Regions from separate parts of the Danio rerio genome. Here region 1 is linked to region 2. Evidence: chromatin contacts called from public Micro-C data. All regions are on one chromosome and are shown on one strand. The core of a region is the stretch at or near the end of the contact, and the rest is flanking DNA. Distances in the headings are between cores, read along the strand shown. Region 1 holds the start of si:dkey-52l18.4. Region 2 has its middle 34 kb from the start of xaf1.

Region 1 (6,754 bases), core at 936-3,435, 130 kb after region 2:
TTTTACACACCTAGAATAATGTCAAACAAACATGAACACACATATAGTTATTTACCTGCAGTCACATTGACATATGTCACATGACCATTGCTACTGGTGCCAGCAGGCCAGGTAATCACGCATTTGTAAGCTCCAGCGTCTGATTGGTTGACGTTGTGAATATGGACCTTCAGATGTGTGCTGTTGACTGCTGAGCTGTAATCGGACAACTCGATTCTTTCGGAGGAAGTGAGGGGAATAAATCCTTGGCTCTGCATTTCCTGGAAAGCCCATCCTCCAGTCCAGTTGGCTTGGCCACAGTGCCTCACTTCACAGCTGAAGTGCAGTTCTTTGCCCTCAGCCACAAACACAGAAGCACGACTTGCGCGAACAGATGAACACAGCTCACATTCTGAAATCAGAAGAAAAAAAAAAGAGTTTTAAGTTAATAAAAAGCACCTGAAATACACAAAACAGGGCCCTTAAAGTGATACTTGCAGGACAAAAATGAACTCTTTTGTATTTGTGTACTTAACAATCCTAAAAAAGTAAGCATACATCAAGTTGTTATTTAAGAGAATACATATAAAAAGTCTACATCTATGCTAATATCAATGTACTAGTAGCATACTTATATGTGTACTATTTAAACACTACCTAGGACTAAATTGGGACAGTTTTTAGTGGACTAATGTGTACTTTCATTATAACAGTACAGTAGTACACTGTACACAACTAAGTTTATCATTTGAACTATTAAGTGAACGTTTAGGCATTCATATATTTTTACTAGTTACTTCGAGTTAATAAAGTACACTTGAAGTATACTTCACTACTATACTATATACTAAACTACTAGTGCTTCTAGCGGAGGGCAAATTAACTTGTATGTAAAGATACTTAAAGTTTAGTATCTTTACATTTTTTATGAGTTTAGCTACTTGAATATTACCTAAAAAGAAATGCTTTTATGAAGTTTTATGTGTATAACCTTAACAACACAAGTAGGCTATATTATGTACAGTTCAGGTATGTTTTATTTTGTGACTATAATGCAAGTAGTTATGCATAATGTTTTAATTAATGAGACATTAAATACTTCCCTGAAGAACAATTACCCATGTAGTGACTGTTTTTTATGTAGATTTGTACAGTTTTATTGGTAAATTTAGCTTACAGTAGCAAAATCGTGGTATTTTTCATCTTGTTTTAACTACAACAATATAATTTTTTGGCTTTATTTAGAAAAACCATGATTAACTTTTGTAAGGTTGGATAATTTTTTTCAACAAAAACAGCAATTTTATCAGTTTTGAGGTATTATCAATGCATACTAATAAGGTGATCAATTCTAGGTTTGTTTTATTTTTGTACGTTAGCTTCTGGAAGCTATTTCACCTCAAAACCTACTAACACTGAAAAATTATTCTGTCAGTATAAATAACGCACTGTGTATTTTCACGTATATTTTTATTAAAATGAAATAGTACATAAGTTTACTGTCTTATTTTTAGTTTAAGTGTACTAGTAGCACGCGTTCCTTCCTTTTTAAGGGCAGAAATGACAGATTATCACAGACCGGAAACGATAACGTTTACCATGAACGATTTTAGCAAGTAAAAGTTATGCTGGCTACATTTGTTTGCATGTGCAGGTTTTTCTTAAACACGGTGAAAAGGCGAATGTTTCTCCTCTCAACACTGTCACTGCAGGGGCTCAAACATCTTATTGCAGAAAACATAACTTAATCTTTGGAAAATGTTAAAGTTTACACTTTTAAGATTAACGTAATTTAGATTTGTGAAGGTAAATTGCTGTTTCAAAGAAAGTGCCGCTGCAGCTTTTAGGTATGAAGGTGAGACGTTGCTTACCTTTTACTATACACAGAAATGCCAGAAATGTGAAGGACCACCTGTAAACTTTTTTCATCCTTTATAGTTTTTCCATACTCGACTGTCCCCGTTGCCACTGGATATACGGAGATTTCCGTCAAGTCTCCTTACACCAACAACAGGTAACTTAATTCACTTGGAAACTTTCTTCGAAACTCTTTCCCGCTTGGTAAACACCCAGTTTCTCTGCTCATTATCTGAAACACATCTGGCACCTTCAGTCGTGTTGTAAACCTGCACTTGAGGAAGGAAACACCACGGCTTTAGGGAAAGTTTGAACATATCCTTCCTGTTGGAGAAGGAAATCATGCTGACACGCTTTTTACACTGTTAGACAAGTGTAATATGAATAAGGAATATGTAGATTTATTTATTTATTTTATTTTATCTAAAAGCACGTAAAATTTCCTGAAAATGAAACAAATAAATATATGTTAAAACACTAAGATACAAAAACAAAATAGCTAGACAATAAATATATATTTATTGTGTTTTTGCAATTGTAATATTATGTATTTATAACTGTTCATGTAAAAAAAAACAAAAAACTTGTGCTTTAAACTAGGGTCTGTGGGCCAAAGCCTTAACCTTTGATTTGGACTGCCATCCCATCTGAGAAGAGAGGTAAAAAGGAGTTGGTTTCGAGATTGTTTCGAATTTAATGTAACCCTTTGTTTATTATTAAAAGCTAACTGAAATTAAGCATTTTAATTAAATTGCATAAATTAATCAGATTTTGTTTAAATGTAAATACTGTTACCCGACAATGCAGAGATTTTGGTCAGCAAATCATGCCCAAGGCAGATTCTGCTTGACAAGTGTATTTAGCATTGAACTCCACTGTGTTATAAATGTGATTGTTTGTTTTATTGCAATAAGTTATAATTTAAAAAGCTATACTGCATTGGTTAATATGATTATGTAAGGGTGATTATGATTATGATATAAATAAGTAATATTTTCTCTTTATTTTGAAGTATTCTGAAATAATTTATGAAATTACCCATGGCAACTTTAAGGTATTATAGTTTGGTAAATTTACCTTCGGCCTATCCTAACTCTAGTGTGAGATGAAAATTCAATTTGAATATTATTTATATACTTGTATTCCTGATAAGATTTTTTTTTGGCTATATAAACTTAATTTATATAATAAATAAAAAATATAGAAATTTAATTGGTGTCTTCTAAAAATCATAGTAGAAATGTGTAATATAGTTATTACAATGAAAAACATGATTTGTTGGATTTACAATTTTTTTAAGATAAGTTCACTCAAGAATAAAATTTAAATTTTACTTACTCTCAAGTGGTTTTAAGCTTTTATACATTTTTTTATTCTGTTAAAACTCTAAAGAATATTTTGATGAACTTGTAGGAAAACAAATAATATGAAAGTCAATGGATAGCAGTTTCCAGCTTTCTTATGATATACCAAATAGCTTATGTTGTGTTCAGTAGAAGAAGGAAAGACAAACAGTTTTGGAACAAGTAAAGAGTGATTAAATAATGACAGAATTTTCTGTTTTGGGTGAAGTACACTTTAAATTAGATCAAATATTGTTTTCTCAGTGTAGCCACATGGTGGAGCTACTGGTCAGGGAGTTTGAGGTCAGTCAGCTGGGAATTCTGGCCTTATAACGGAGGCATAAAGGGGCATGTGCAGGCAATTACACAGCTGCTGGAGATGAAAGCCAAGCTTAAACAGAATCTGCTGCTGCTGCTCTGTTACTTCAAGATGAATGACGTTCACACTGTCTTTGTGCACTTGATAAATCTGCTTGAAATCTCACAGAAAAGGAGTCAAATTCATAACCAGGAGCCAAATGTTAAAAAATTTGTATAGGACCATATAAGTGGGAACTTTATAGATTTTGAAAGGGACGGTTCACTCAAAATTATTTTGACGTTTAATCTATATAACATACAAATATATATTTTGATACTACTAGTCCTTATTATTATTATTATTATTATTATTATTATTATTATTATTATTATTATTATTATTGTTGTTGTTGTTGTTGTTATTATTATTATTGTTATTGTTATTATTACTATTTTTACTATTATTTAGATAACAGTATCTTTTCCTTGAGGGACAGCAGTTAGTTAAACTGAGTCAGCAGATGTTAATGGTTACCAGATGTGTGGACGTCAATGTAGGCTTACAGTCAATTAAAAATCCATACAGTACATATTAAACAGATATTAGTCCCTGTTTGCTAGTAACTAGCATGCATTGTTATAAATATACTACTGACTATTAATTAGGTATCAATAAATTTCCAATACAATCTCAAAACAATTAGAAACTTTCTGATTTAGTGACTAATCATATGAATTGATAATATCTCATTTGTACATTTTAAGATGATTTGCTCATCCTCCAATGGTGGTTGAGTTTAAGGGTGGGGTTTGGTGTCTTTTTTTTAAAAAATCGTACGTTTTCATAGCAATGAAATCATATTAATTTGTATGGATTAGCTGCTTTTCTGCCAGTCTGCAAACGTTATGTTTTCTCATGTGATTGAGCTGAAGATACACTCAAATATCTTACTAGTAACATTCCATAAAAACAATAGTGTCTAACAAACATGCAATAGTATATATTGAAGAACTAATAGTAATAGGTATGCTATAAAAATTGTGTCTATAAATAGATTAATGTTTCTATGAAATAAGAACTAGATGCAGTGCATGCGGAAAGTATTCATAGCGCTTAACTTTTTCCACATTTTTCTATGTTACAGCCTTATTCTAAAATGGATAAAATTCATTTATTTCCTCAAAATTCTACACAAAATACCCCATGATGACAACATGAAAAGAAGATTTTTTTTAATTGTTGCAAATTTATTAAAAATAAAAAATCGGGAAAATCACATGTACATCAGTATTTATAGCCTTTGCCGTCGAAATTGAGCACAGGTACATTCTGTTTCCACTGATCATGTTTCAGCAGCTTAATTGGAGTTCACCTGTGGTAAATTCAGTTAATTGGACATGAATTGAAAAGGCATACAACTGTCTATATAAGGTCCCAAGGTTGACAGTGCATGTCAAAGCTCAAACCAAGCATGAAGACAAAGGAATTGTCTGTAGACCTGCGAGACATGATTGTCTCAAGGCACAAAGCTGGGGAAGGTTACAGAAACATTTCTGCTGCTCTTAAAGTTCCAATGAGCACAGTGGCCTCCATAATCTGTAAGTGGAAGATGTTTGGAACCACCAGGACTCTTCCTAGAGCAAGCCGGCCATCTAAGCTAAGTAATCGAGGAAGAAGGGCCTTATTCAGGGAGGTGACAAATAACCTGATGTTCACTCTATCTGAGCTCCAGCAATCTTCTGTGGAGAGAGGAGAACTTTACAGAAGGACAACCATCTGTGCAGCAATTCACCAATCAGGCCTGTATGGTAGAGCGGCCATTTACATTTACATTTACATTTAGTCATTTAGCAGACGCTTTTATCCAAAGCGACTTACAAATGAGGACAAGGAAGCAATTTACACAACCAAGAGCAACAATGAATAAGTGCTATAGGCAAGTTTCAGGTCTGTAAAGTCTAAGAAGGGAAGTATTAGTAGTATTAGTATTTTTTTATTTTTTTTATTTTTTGGTACAGTTAGTGTGATATTCAGAGAGGCAATTGCAGATTAGGAAGTGTAGTGGAGACTAAATAGTTGGGTTTTTAGTCGTTTCTTGAAAGTAGCGAGTGACTCTGCTGTTCTGATGCAGTTAGGGAGTTCATTCCACCAACTGGGCAGATTGAGCGTGAGCGAAAGTGATTTCTTCCCTCTTTGTGATGGAACCACGAGGCGACGTTCATTCACAGAACGCAAGTTTCTGGAGGGCACATAGATCTGCAGAAGCGAGAGCAGATAAGAAGGAGCAAGGCCAGAAGTCACTTTGTAGGCAAACATCAGAGCTTTGAATTTGATGCGAGCAGCAACTGGCAGCCAGTGCAAACGAACTAGCAGCGGAGTGACATGTGCTTGTTTAGGTTCATTGAAGACCACTCGTGCTGCTGCATTCTGGAGCAGTTGAAGAGGCTTGATAGAGTTAGCTGGAAGCCCAGCTAGTAGAGAGTTGCAGTAATCCAGTTTGGAGAGAACAAGAGCTTGAACAAGGAGTTGAGCTGCATGTTCAGATAAGAAGGGTCGGATCTTTCTGATGTTATAGAGTGCGAATCTGCACGATCGAGCAGTTCTAGAGATGTGGTCAGAGAAGTTTAGTTGGTCATCAATCGTTACTCCAAGGCTTTTCACCATTTTGGATGCAGTAATGGTTGCCCCATCCATCTGGATTGAAAAGTTATGGTGTAGAGTCGAGTTGGCAGAAACTACAAGCATTTCCGTTTTTGCGAGGTTCAGCTGAAGATGATGATCTTTCATCCAGTGTGAAATATCCAACAGGCAGGCTGAGATGCGAGCTGGAACCGAGGGATCATCAGGATGAAAAGAGAGGTATAGCTGGGTATCATCAGCATAGCAGTGGTAGGAGAATCCATGTCTCTGGATGACTGGTCCTAGAGATGATGTGTAGATGGAGAAGAGAAGTGGCCCAAGAACAGAGCCGTGAGGTACCCCAGTGTTTAGATGCTGTAGGTTGGACACCTCTCCCCTCCAAGACACCCTGAATGACCTGTCAGTGAGGTAAGATCTGAACCATTGTATAACAGTGCCCGCAACGCCCAGTGACTCAAGCGTAGATAGCAGGATCTGGTGGTTGACAGTGTCAAAAGCAGCTGACAAGTCCAGCAAAATGAGGACTGATGATTTAGAGTCTGCTTTAGCCAGTCTGAGATCCTCCACGACCGAGAGCAGGGCTGTCTCAGTTGAGTGGCCTTTCTTAAAGCCGGATTGCTTGTTGTCCATGAGA
Region 2 (7,049 bases), core at 4,192-6,691:
AAACAGTGTCATTTGGGTTGTTTTTTCACTGTCCAGTTGTATGAATGGAGAGGCAGGCCTTAGATGACAAAAATTCAGGTCAGAGAAACGTCCTTAGACTACAGTGATCTAATACTTGATAAGTCTGACTGGACAGCTGATTATGTGATTCGCTTCCAATTATTGAAATAAAAAAGTCTTTGCTGGGGTCTTTTTCAGTGATATAATGCATTTTTTTAATCATTGCTTGTCACCACCTACTGGCACAAGTGTGTAATTGCCACAACATTCATTTAAAGCATCAAGTTGCATTTCAAAAAGTATTTAGTTCATTAATTTTCCTTCATTCCTACTTTCCTCTATTTTAGAGGTCGCCACAGCGGAATGAATCACCAACTGTTCCAGTATATGTTTTATGTTCCATGTTATGTTTTATGCAGAGGATGCCCTTTTAGCCCCAACCCAGTATTGGGAAACCCCCATACACACTTATACACAAACTACGGACAATTTAGCTTACCCGATTCACTTATAGTCCATAACTTTGGACTGTGGGGAAAACCAGAGCAACTGGATGCAAACTCTACACAGAAATGCCAACTAGCCCAGTCAGGACTCAAATCAGCAAACTTCTTGCTGTGAGACAACAGTGCTAACCATTGAGCCACCATTAGCCTCTGGGATTTAAATCTTTACTATAAAGATTACTGTTTATACCCAAGCTATATTCCAGTACAGTACCTTTGTGACAATCTGAATGATTGTAACAAATAAATAATAATACTAGTTGAAAAACTAAAGACAGAAAAAGTTTCAAACCCATGCATGACGACCGCTCTCTCTAATTAAGACACAGATTTGAATTTATAGCTGTGAAGCTTTTATAATAAACATATGCAAATCATGACAATTTATAAATAAAACTGCGTGGGTGATTTGCAATCTTTTAATAAAAGCAAATTATAATCTTGCAGCTCTACTGTCACATTTCTTCTGTCTTGAATAACGTCACAGTTTACTATTTATACTGATCTCCATGGAAGTGCGTTTATAAAGCAAGGGCCATTACAAAAATGGTGTGTGTGTGTGTGTGTGTGCGTGTGCGCACAGGTTGGCCTGTCATGTTTGGTTGTGTCTGATGGGCATAATCTAACCAACCATTTCCCCCCTCCGTCGCATCTGCAACTACAAAGTGAATGTCCAGCTCTCCACCTGAAGGACAGGGCCACATTAGAGGAGCCGCATAATCAGCGCCTGTTTATGCAGGTGCTTTTGTTTATGTAATAAAGCTTAGTGTTATGTGAATGTGCTTTAGAAATGGAAGGACGGAGAGGGAGAGGCAAAAATAGAGAGACTGAGAGCAGAGAACAGTGTATTTCGGGTGCATCAATCATAGTGATAAGATGCCACGCAAAATTTGGTGAGTTTTTTTTTGGCGGGTTTTTTATAAGTTCTGCATATGTTTTAGTGTTTGATGTTGTGTTTTCATCTTTGTTTTGTACTTTAATGTGACTTTAATGTGATGCGTTGATATACAAAAGATTTTATAATATTATTTTAATATATCTGAAATTGATACCTTTAATATGGTAGGGATGATACTAAGTTAATTAAGTTAATTAAGAAAGTTAGACATTTTTATACCATTCAAAATGTCTTTGCTTTTTTTCTGCTGTTTTTTTTTTTTTTTTTGAGTGTTACATATTCTAACTGCAATTGCAACTGCATATTAGTAACTTCAGTTGTTGCATTTTCAGACATTTTGGAGACCAAACTGAGACTTTTCCTTTGTCAGTTCTTTTTCAGAGGTTTCTTCTAATATTTCACAGAAATTGTTGTTTATACTGTAATAAGAGCTGTAAAAATAAAGTAGATTATGTGGGGCCACTAGCTTTGTCTTTAAAAACAATTTTGATGAATATTTAAGATTATATTGAATTTTAATCGCAGACTATCTTGGCAAGTTACCAGAGTACGTATTTGACATTCATAAGGCATCAGTAAATGTATCCAATTCATCTGTTTAATTCATTTACGACCTTGAAGAAGCAGAGATATTGAGGAGATATGTTTGTATGCTCTATTCGCGTTACGTTCCAGTGCAAGTACAAGCTTAAAGGAATAGTATTTTGAAGAATTCTGGAAACCTGTAACCAATGACTTTTGCATTTGTTTTTCCTACTACTATAGATGTCAATAGTTACAGGTTTCCAAAATTCTTCAAAATATTTTTTGTTAAACTGAATAAGAAAACTTAACCTTGTTTTTAACAAGTCAAAGGTGAAATATTGATGTCAGAATTTTCGTTTTTGGGTGAACTATCCCTTTTGAAATGGCTAAAAAATGTGTTTACTCCATAAACGGCCAGTTTACCAGGAAATTAAGTTACATTAGATTGCTGTCTTGACACAAGACTAGAGGAAAAACGTCTGGCACCTAAATGAGAAGCTGCCCGAAGAGCTGTTTCAGCTGTCACAAACAATCACGTCCACACCGCAGTGATTTAATTATCTCCCTCATAACGATCTAATATTGGACCCAACGGCCTGTTGTACAGGGGTGCTGTGAATGGCTGACAGGGGTGACATTAAGTGACTCTGAAAGACTGCTGTCCTTTATCTATAAACTAATTTAGTCGCGGGTCAGCAGCATCTGCCCCCAAACCTGCTGCTGTGTGAGACTATAGACTTGAAATGGGCTGTTTAGCCAGAAAAAAAGCACTGGGAGAACTATAAAGTTACCCCGATGGTCTACTATCGGCTTATTAAGTATGACGTAACATATCTCAGTTGATGGGTCCCAATGCTGTTAGATGGAAAAAGCAAATATCAAATGGTAGTAATATACTGGGAGCTCACTCTGCTGTTATACCATTGAAAATCAAGATCCTAATGTTATATCTATTCCTAATCTCTGATGGGAAGACTCATCATGATTGATCTGTAAAGATCAAATATTGGTGTCCAGTTGAGAGACTGTAATAACACCATGATTTTTTTTTAAAGACTTGTATTAATGTGTGATAAGGCTAAACAGTGCTCATAGAGGACTGTTGAGTTTTCTGAATTCAAAAAAGGTTTTTAGGAGATATCCGGAAGAAATTATGAATAGAGATCCAGGCATGTTCTGGCTAATGTTAAATGCATTCAGTCTAAAAAAGAGAGGGCTGGGTGATATGGCAAAAATGCATTCTCGATAATTATTTGCCATATTGAACGAAGTTGTTAATACTTCCAGATTTAAAAGAGTACCCCAACAATGACTAAAGTCACAAATATTAGAGGGATCGTTAAATGGCATAACAAATTTTCGGCCGATAAATTTTCTGGGGTGGAAAATTGGTAAATCTCTAATGTCAACACCAACAATTTAAACCAACATTACGTTTGTCAACATTTGACTTCGGGTTTATAAAACCTAGCACTTTTAGATTTCATATTTGTCCATATCTAAACCCAAATTTGTGTCAAATATGGACAAGCCTAGTTGTTGGCTTGAAAATATAACTGAAAAATTTAACCCAACAATTGCATTATTGATTCGATTTAGGTTTGAAACAACCCAGCATTTTTAGAGTGCATTATTATGCAAACACACAAGAAGAATTCTCTGTATGAAAGATATACTAACATTGAAACAATGCTGGGTTATTTCAACTCAAATAGGGGTAGAATAGGGACAAACCCTGTTGTGGTTAAACAAGTGTGTGAAACGAGGGTTAATAAAAAATAAAAAAAAGAATTTCTAGGCCAGCTTTAACCCATCACATGCACTGTAATAATGCTGGAATTAAAAAATTAAGTTAGCTCATTTGTTTAGACCATTTTGTGAAGTTTATTTATAAAGATTTCAAGAGGATCACATGCTCATTGCTTGCGGCTGGTCCTGCATTATCCAATTTATGATTCACCAATCAGATGATTCCTAAGCAATTTTTAAATACCCTAAGTTCCATATAACAACCATCTTCGTTGAAGAATCCCCCCTTCCACCCCTACTCCTCCTCCTTTCCTAGATGGGTGGCACAGTGGCTAGTGGCTAGTGGTTAGCACTGTTGCCTCACAGCAAGAACGTCACTGGTTCTAGTCCTTACCAAGCCAGCCGATGTTTATGTGCAGAGTTTACATGTTCTCTCTGTGCTCACATGGGTTTCCCCTGAGGTTCCCCGGTTTCCTCCCACTCTCCAAAAACACGAACCTTAAGTTAATTGACAAATTTAAATTGACACCATAGACATGCTCCTATAAGTAGTTATCTCTTAAGAGCAATCGCTATCTGTTCATTAGCTACTACAGCAGGGGAGTTTTTGAGATCTACCTGACCTCAAACTGCCCTCTCACCTTGCAAATGGGAGGGAGCCACCGGCTTGATCTTCTGAGCTCAGGGCTTTCTCCCGGGACAGCATGCCAAACAAGCTTTATAAACAATCATCAGCTAAGTGTGAACTCTTTAAATAATGAATTAAATAAACAAACATACTTTATTTCACTGTGGGTTTGTCCATATTTTGGGATGAAAAAACCCAGCATTTTTTAGAGCAAGGAAAATAGGTAAAAAAGAAACGTGACAAGATGATTTGCAGGACATATAAATGTAGTACACTCAAAATATGGCTTTTGCTGCTTGTTCAGACTACTTATTTAAAACAAGTTCTTACGTTTTGTTGGGGACAAACTTAATTATTTTATGTTCAATCCACTTAAATTTGTTAAAGTGATTAAGTTAACTTAATCATTTTGTGTTAAAACAACATGAAGGAATTGTGTAGAGTAAGCATCAGTAAGCATGACCCAATCTTGGCTACTCTTCTGTTACACGCTTGTTTTACAATAACAGAAGGGCGTAGCATACTGCAAATTGGGACGCTACACGTGTGTCTATCAGGGGACTGAGGGCTGAATGACTGTTTGGGCTGATCTGAGGTCAGAATAATGGCTCTTTTGGGATGGCGCTGTGACTGCAGCTGTCTCAGTCCTGCTGGAGGCAATTAGAGGCATAGGCCCACAATTACCTATTACACCGAACAGAGAGCAACAACAGACAGTGTGGAGACTAGTTTGCTCCCGTACCGATGTTAAATGTCAAGGAGCATAAATTTTCCCTCTGCTCTGACCTTCTGCTGTTTTTATTTTTCTTTGGGCATTTTTAATGAGTTAATCCATGAATTAATTTCTGCATGGAGACTCCATGTAGGCTATGCGAATACATATTTGTTTATATAAGAATTTGCTAAAATAACCCGTTTTGTGCCTTGAGGCCAAATTAGACCTTTTGTATGATTTATGAGAGCAGGGTGACTTCATTTGCACACACTTGCATAATTTCTTTATAATAGGTTGCACTTACAAGTGTTTGGCAGCAGAGGGCAGCAGATATAAAGGCATTATGCATTCACATAAGCAAGTTTTTAATGATTGTCCTCCAGAGGGCAATGTTCTGGTTGATATTGAAGGACAGTGTTTATATTTAGTCATAAAAGTTTTTGTTTCCAAAGCAACTGGTAGTTTTCGAGTTCTTCATTATATCAGTGTGTTTGTGTGTGTGTGTGTTTGTGTGTGTGTGTGTGTTTGTGTGCTTTTCCTGGATTGATCTCCTGCCAGCATGCCAACATTGCCAGCTAGCAACAGAGTGTACTACCTGTTGAGCAACTAAAGCACTGATATTATTTACACACAAACGGTAGATGTAATAAATAATAATAACAACAACTTCAGTATTATTATTATCACCACGTATATTTATTCAGGGCGAAGCAGTGGCGCAGTAGGTAGTGCTGTCGCCTCATAGCAAGAAGGTCGCTGGTTCGAGGCTCTGTTTAAGTGGCGTTTCTGTGTGGAGTTTGCATGTTCTTCCTGCGTTCGCATGGGTTTCCCCCGGATGCTCCGGTTTCCCCCACAGTCCAAAGACATGCGGTACAGGTGAATTGTGTAAGCTAAATTGACATGACAGGACCCAGACATGGGTTGCGGCTGGAAGGGCATCTGCTTCGTAAAAGCTTGCTGGATAAATTAGCAGTTCATTCCGCTGTGGCGACCCCGGATTAATAAAGGGACTAAGCTGACAAGAAAATGAATAAATGAATATTTATTCACACATATATTTCATTAACAAATTTCAAATGACCATGATCAATAAATCTAACACTATCATTTTTATTATAAGATAAAAAAGTAAAAAAAATGTAACCCTTTACCCGACCCAGCAAGAAATTCTCTTTTGAATTGCATTTCTTAACTCTTAATGTTGCTAGTTAACACACTCATTGAATTTTTTTCAACAGATCCAGATTTCAGATTTTCACGTTACTCTAATTTTTCACAGTAAATTACATTAGTAATTAGTTAAAAATTCACAGTAATGTGTTGTATTTAGAGTTTCAAATTAGCATGATTACAACAAATTACTGTAAAAATGACTATATCTTTTGCATGTTAGTTATAGGAATTCAAACTCTTTGCATTTCATTCAACTTAGACATTAAAACAGATGAACGTTTATGCTACTGTTGGGATTTTCTTGGAGGGGTTCGGGTGGTTCGAAAGACCCACCACCCTACTGACTGAATATGACCCCAACATGAGCTTTATTTATCCCATTTTTGACTGCTATACCTTCATTAATTGTGAAAATTATCGATAGAAGAAGGCTTTAAGACAAATTAAATTCTTAATTATTCATGTGGCCAAACTGTGACTAAGTTTAAATTGAATGAGCTGGCCATTTTGTTATTTGACTATAGGCAGCAGTTTTTATTTTAAAACTAGCTTTACCAGATTTGTATTTTGTTTTAAATGATGTATGATAATACATTTGTATTTAAAAAATAAGATTCTTTTTCATATTTCTTTATTAATCTTTATAAAAGCGCTAATCTCATTACAATATTTAATAAACTGGATTAACTTAGATTAAATCCAAATTTGTATATAAATAGTATGGTAAGCTCTTTGAAAAAATTGTAGGAAATTTTTTTATGGTGCATCAAAAAAAAAGTTTGGTTATGATCTGACAAGCTGTTTCATCAAACATTAGTTCTTAAAATGTTTTTTTTTATTTTTATTTTTTTTATT

What was found. Hi-C and Micro-C count contacts between places; a contact is called where the count stands out from the background.
Region 1: a contact with region 2 is called in a Micro-C map of caudal fin, with 6 times the contacts expected there. The contact joins the promoter of si:dkey-52l18.4 here to the enhancer-like site in region 2. A contact is called at or near these places in 5 of 18 Hi-C or Micro-C datasets (caudal fin, embryo, hematopoietic stem cells and 1 more) and 1 of 4 datasets of contacts at active chromatin or transcription factors (caudal fin).

What each region holds. Positions count from the first base shown.
Region 1 is chr15:31,828,186-31,834,939 of GRCz12tu, forward strand. si:dkey-52l18.4 reads right to left here and starts at 2,186. Exons shown (of 5, transcript NM_001386225.1): 1 at 1,851-2,186; 2 at 56-391. The coding sequence starts at 1,908.
Region 2 is chr15:31,696,025-31,703,073 of GRCz12tu, forward strand. It overlaps a transcript of rap1gap2a not described here. Among named protein-coding and RNA genes, the nearest start is that of xaf1, 34 kb to the left of the region's middle. Within about 2 kb of position 5,442, at least 5 of the 62 cell types and tissues checked have an H3K27ac peak or open chromatin away from gene starts, as enhancers often do. A contact at or near this core is called in caudal fin, where this site is marked.